2 separate regions of the Zea mays genome follow, and region 1 is linked to region 2. Evidence: chromatin contacts called from public Hi-C data. All regions are on one chromosome and are shown on one strand. Each heading gives the region's core, a stretch centred on a gene start, on an enhancer-like site or on the middle of the called end of the contact. The rest is flanking DNA. Distances are from core to core; before and after follow the strand shown.

The links. Hi-C and Micro-C count contacts between places; a contact is called where the count stands out from the background.
Region 1: a contact with region 2 is called in a Hi-C map of bundle sheath, with 2.4 times the contacts expected there. The contact joins the promoter of LOC103651182 here to the promoter of LOC100274836 in region 2. A contact is called at or near these places in 2 of 25 Hi-C or Micro-C datasets (bundle sheath and leaf).

Annotation. Positions count from the first base shown.
Region 1 is chr3:200,191,066-200,193,777 of Zm-B73-REFERENCE-NAM-5.0, forward strand. LOC103651182 (protein NRT1/ PTR FAMILY 1.1) reads left to right here and starts at 1,366. Exons shown (of 6, transcript XM_035966409.1): 1 at 1,366-1,467; 2 at 1,613-1,692; 3 at 2,002-2,216; 4 at 2,453-2,670. The coding sequence starts at 1,625.
Region 2 is chr3:199,901,285-199,903,984 of Zm-B73-REFERENCE-NAM-5.0, forward strand. It overlaps LOC100274836, which reads left to right and starts at 1,254. Exons shown (of 2, transcript NM_001291654.2): 1 at 1,254-1,751. The coding sequence starts at 1,333. The coding sequence ends at 1,746. The region is part of intron 1 of LOC103651179; the gene reads right to left.

The DNA of each region.
Region 1 (2,712 bases), core at 116-2,615, 290 kb after region 2:
GTCGATGTGTTGCGTGCAGATCAAAGATCCCTTCCTAAATTTCAATAAATTTTATAAGACTCACAAATATTAGTTATTATATTTAATAGAACACTTACCTTTGTTTAGCATATTTACCACGCCTAGACATCCTACAAATCGATAATATGACGAACAAAAATGCTTCTAAAAATGATTTCCAAACCGTAACTCTAACCCTATTAATCGGACATAACAAAAGATGGAAAAAAGGGAGGGAGATTAACTTGATATAGAGGAACAATGGATCCAAGTTGCTGATTTAGCTTGATGTTTGTCGTTTGGAAGAAGAGAAATGAGTAGAAAGAACTGACGATCAAAGTGAAATATTTATAGACACGTACGTCGGTGCCAAGATCTATGGCGCCGAGATCTATGACGCCTAACTCGACGTCAAGGGTGATGGTGCCGAGGTGCTGACACGTTAGGTACACGTTGGTGTCGATTATTACATGTGCACGTCAAAATAATTAGCGTCGATACGTTGTAACTCGGCGCCAATAGTGACAGTGCCGAGCTAAGAATCCATTTTTTAAATGAAACCGGAAATAGCGTATTTCTGAAAATAAAAATAAAAATGGCTAAATTGCAAAAAAAAAACGGCAACTCGTAGCCGTCTGTCACATGCTATGAGCTCTTCTGAGCTAACGCCATAGAAAACTTGCAAGAAACAGACAGGAGCAGCTGTGAGTGGGATGAACAAACAAAGCACTTCTATTCTGCTTCCTTCTCTGCTGCTGTTAGCAGTTCACAGGCACTGCATTGTGTGAGACGGCAGCAGCCCCGTGATCCTTTTGCGCGATTTCCTGGGGGTGGGTGGGGGAATTGCCCCCACGAAACGGCCGTCCGTTTCTGCTGACGTCGCTCGGTCACTGCGACGCAAACGCGCGCAACCGTAGCCGATCCAAAAGATCGACGAGGAGAAACAGGGCACGGAACCGAGTGCGGTACACGTCACTGTGCAAACGCATGCATGCGTGTGTTGTATGCCCCGGCGTGTGAGAGTTAAACCCGGGCCGGACACCTGCTGCCGAGGCTTTTTCTCTGCAGGCTCCCAAGATGGAATCGGAGGCGTGGTCGGAGTGAAAAGGCAAGGTGTGGAGTCAGAGCCTTACCACATATGGTGGCCGGCTGGTTTTTTCTTCTTCTTCCTTTTTAATAAAAATGGTGTATAAAGTGTGGGGGAACTGTCTTCTTATTGGTTTGATGAAGTGTGTTGGTTCAGGTCTCTTCTTGGTCGTGCGTGCCAAAGTGTTGATGAAGTGGGTCAAAAAAGTGTACACAAGCAGCTAACTGAATTTATTCTACTTATAAATAAAGACTATGAATCCCATTGTTCCATGCTTCAAGTCGCTGCATTGTTACCCAACTATGATGTTGATGCAAGTACATGGACGGCTCGTTCGTCTCTCTCCCTCTCTGCACCGATCGCCCCCCATCCATACATAGGTGCGGTACTGCGCTGTAGCATGATGCACATGTGGGCACAAGCTAGCTAATAAGGACGGTCACTAGTGATGACGAACCATGCCAAATGTGGGGTGCTTGCGACTAACAGCCTCCTTTTTTTGTTGATCTTCTCCGTACTCGAAAGCGAACGGAAGCGATGATGGCGATGTCATGTGGGCCGGACGAAACAGAAAAGCCTGGACGCGATAGCGCGCTACTACTAAGGTCCAGAGCTAAGTTTGAAATGTCTTAAAACAACTATAGTATTTGCAATACTTCAGTTTTGAAAACAGAGATTTTACCCAGCTTGTCAAACACCATTATGTATATAATACTGCAGTATTTGAGAATACTGCAGTATTCTTCCAAAACTGCAGAAAAACTTTGTTCCCAAACACCCCCTAAAATGTATTTGTCGCTGGGCGCTGGATGCTTATTACCTCACGTACGTCTTTACCTAGACGGGAGCTACTAGCTGTCGGCCTTGTGTTGTGACCTACCTACCGTCTACCGGTGGTGAATCTATTTATTTAGAGGAGCGTGGTTCCGGCGGGGCGCGGCCTGGCTGTGCTCAGTACAGGTGCAGTGGTGGTGCTCCGATCGATCCTCCCGCCGGCCAGCATTTGCGTTTGGTTCGGGCTGCACCGCCGACATGGAGCGCTCTCTTGCTACCGGGACGACTGAATCGCCACAAGAGGAGTGCTTCAAGGGCAACAAGGGCGGGTTCAGAGCCCTCCCCTTCATCTTCTGTGAGTTCCGCCCTCGATCTCATCTTACTGGTCATATGGCAAGTAAAACGTTCTTCGTTCATTGCGTTCTCTACAAGCAAGTCTGTACTTGCCAGTACGTATAGCATGGGATCTTCAAGTAGTTCATCTTATGAATTCTCACTGGACTTAATGCCCAAAGAATTCTCAACCACCTCGCTTCCCTTCGACTTTTAATGGGCAATAACTCATTCGTTCGGTGTTTTTTGGATGCCTAGCAAATGAGATGCTGGAGAAAGTTGCTGGATTCGGGCTCAACACCAACATGATCACGTACCTGACCGACAAGTACCACCTCAGCACCGTCAGCTCCCAGACGATGCTGTTCGTGTGGAGCGCGATCTCCAACTTCACGCCCATCCCCGGCGCCGTCCTCGCCGACATGTACCTCGGCCGGTTCATGGCCGTCGCGCTAGGCTCCGTGGCGTGCCTGATTGTAAGTGCGCCGGCGGCGCCGCCGTCTGTCTCTCTTTTCAAT
Region 2 (2,700 bases), core at 4-2,503:
TATAAAAGGCAGCGTACATGTTCCCCAAGTTCTTGGCTTCTTGCGTCTAGCTACTGAGCTTCTTCTGCCTCCAATTCTGTCTCTGTTCTTCACATTTGAGTGCTAGTAGATTCCAACAATTGGAGAAGGAATTTCACCTGTAGTCCTCCATGTTCCCCCAAAGAAAGCTGGTGCGTCGCCTGTGATGCAGAATGAGGAGTAGCGAGGATTGACACCCGACGACGAGACGCCGGTGTGGAACCTATCGAGTAGCTCCACGGGCGGACTACGACCCACCCCCAATTGCATCTAGAGCCTTATTCAAAGGCAAACGACGATTCTTGGCCGCCGGGCGTGACGGGGAAGGTGGTCGACCATCCATTCAACTGATCGTGGAAAGGAGCTCCGGTGGAAGGGATGACGAGGCGACGGTGACGACGGACAGAACGAATAAAGTGGATCTCGCGCCGGAGAAAATGGATCAACTGTATGGCGGCGGCGGGAGGGGGGAATGGAACCGGAAAAGTCTGTCGCAGTTCTTGTACGCGGGAACGGTATTGGGCCGCTTCCTTTTGAGTCTCAAATTTGCTACTTAAAAGAATGAGCTCTAAACTGTTAAGATGAATTTTATTAGAATACGGCTCCTGTTGGAGCTATTTTTTTGGAGCCCTAAATTACAAATTGTTTATGAGTTTATAGTTACTATTGGAGACTTGTAGGGTGCGTTTGGTTAGAGAGTCAAATAGAATAGACTGGCTCTATTCCAGTGTTTAAGAATGGAGCCGTTCTATTCCGCGTTTGGCAAAAAGAATAGAGTCATTCCAATTTTTGTTTGGTTGAAGAGTAAAATAGAGTGAAGCCGTTCCGTTTTTGTTTGGTTCGAGAGCCATATAGGTGTAGAGGGAAGAAAAGGAAGGAGAGCGCTCACGTTCGAGAGAGCGCTCGCATTCGATCGTTTTTATGGAACAGGAGCGTTCCAACTACTTATAGTAAATTTTCATATGGAGATCCAGGAGCCGCTCCACTCTTATTTTGTTGAAAACCAAACATTCAAAAAATTGGAATGAAGCTATTATATTCTTCCCCGTTCCTCAACCAAACACACCCGTAGTTGCTCTAACGAGCGTGGGGACGGCCCTACTGCCGGAATTTGATCGGCATGGGCTGGGCCAGCTCTACAAGCCCATTGTGTTGTGACGGCAATGGTCGCGTAGCTTTTGCCGTTTGGTGCGGCCCACGTTCTCGCCCAACAGAAACCCGAGCCCCATCGCCATTTCCAGCGTCTTGTCTCGCTGTACCGGCCGATCTCCCCATTCTCCCCTCTTCGCCGGTCCCACCACCGCGCCGATCCTGATGGCCTCCGCCGCCTCATCGGCCGTCGGCGCTGGCAAATCGCTGTTCCAGGGGCTCCGCAGGTTCCTCAAGAAGCCGTGGGAGATCACAGGCCCCTGCGCCTCTCCCGAGTACCGCAGCGCGCTGCCTGGCGCGCTCGAGTACCGCGTCAAGTGCCCGGCCACCGTGCGCGACGACCGCGACAAGGCCATCGTGCCCACATCCGATCCGGAGACAGTCTACGATATCAAGTACTTCACCCGCGACCGCCGCCGGAGCCGCCCGCCCGTGCGGCGCACCCTACTCCGCAAGCCCGATCTCGAGAGCTACATGGCCACCAAGCAGTTCGACCCCACCAATGACTTCCCCGTACCATACGTCAACACCACCGTCGAGGAGGATGACAACACTGTCGGCGGTGGCTACCAGAAGTGACTCAGGTGAGAGGTGATGTCTCTTAGATCTAGGTGGCAGCTAGGGTTTCATACTTTGCGATTTGATATATTCGGTCTGCAAAACGAGATATTGCTGGCTTGCCACAAAACTTGATGCAGTTATCTGGACATGTTTGAACTTGACTGTGCTTGATGCCTATGTCGTGTATGATACGTGCATTAGCAAACTGGGTAGGCCTGTTATGCAAGCAGGGGTGACAATGGACTCTAAATTTTACACTATAAGATTTAAGGATTGGATCAGATTAGGACCGGACACTATTTCTATTCATTTTTGAACTAAAATTTGTTTAGTGCCCTGCCATTTTGTGAAGAAGCATTTGGATCGCGATCCATTACCACCCTAAGACAAGTTATCATTTTGTCAGAATCAAACACGCCACATAATATTACATGATCAATGCAGTAGTATTTTTTTTGACAGAGGTAATACCCTTCTTTTATAGAACACATTAAGGGCTTGTTTGAGAGCCAAGGGAATGGAGGGAATTGGAGGGGTTAAAATCCCCTTGTTATTCAAAATTGAATAGGAAGGCGATTTTAGCCCCTCTAATCCACTTCATTCCCCTTGCTTCCAAACATGTCCTAAAGGTCTGATACCCAAGGCATTAGTAATTAGATGCTCATGTCTGTATAGTCTGCATTATTGTCTCATGGATGGTTGTTTCTGTGTTTTTGTTTGTAATTTGGTATGTCCATGTTTATTAATGGTGGTAAGTCGAGCTGCAACAATGGGCCCATTTGAGTCCACCAGGCATTTAGGGCGCATGGTGAGGTGACTCCATATGGACATCTTAATACAATAATGCCAGTAAAATTCAGAAGAAAATCGTGCCTTATATTGCTAATTTTTAGCATAATACCATAATAAGTAGTGCTACTAGAGTGCTAGCACACAACATAAAGTAGCAAAATAGCTCTCTCATCTCTCAGT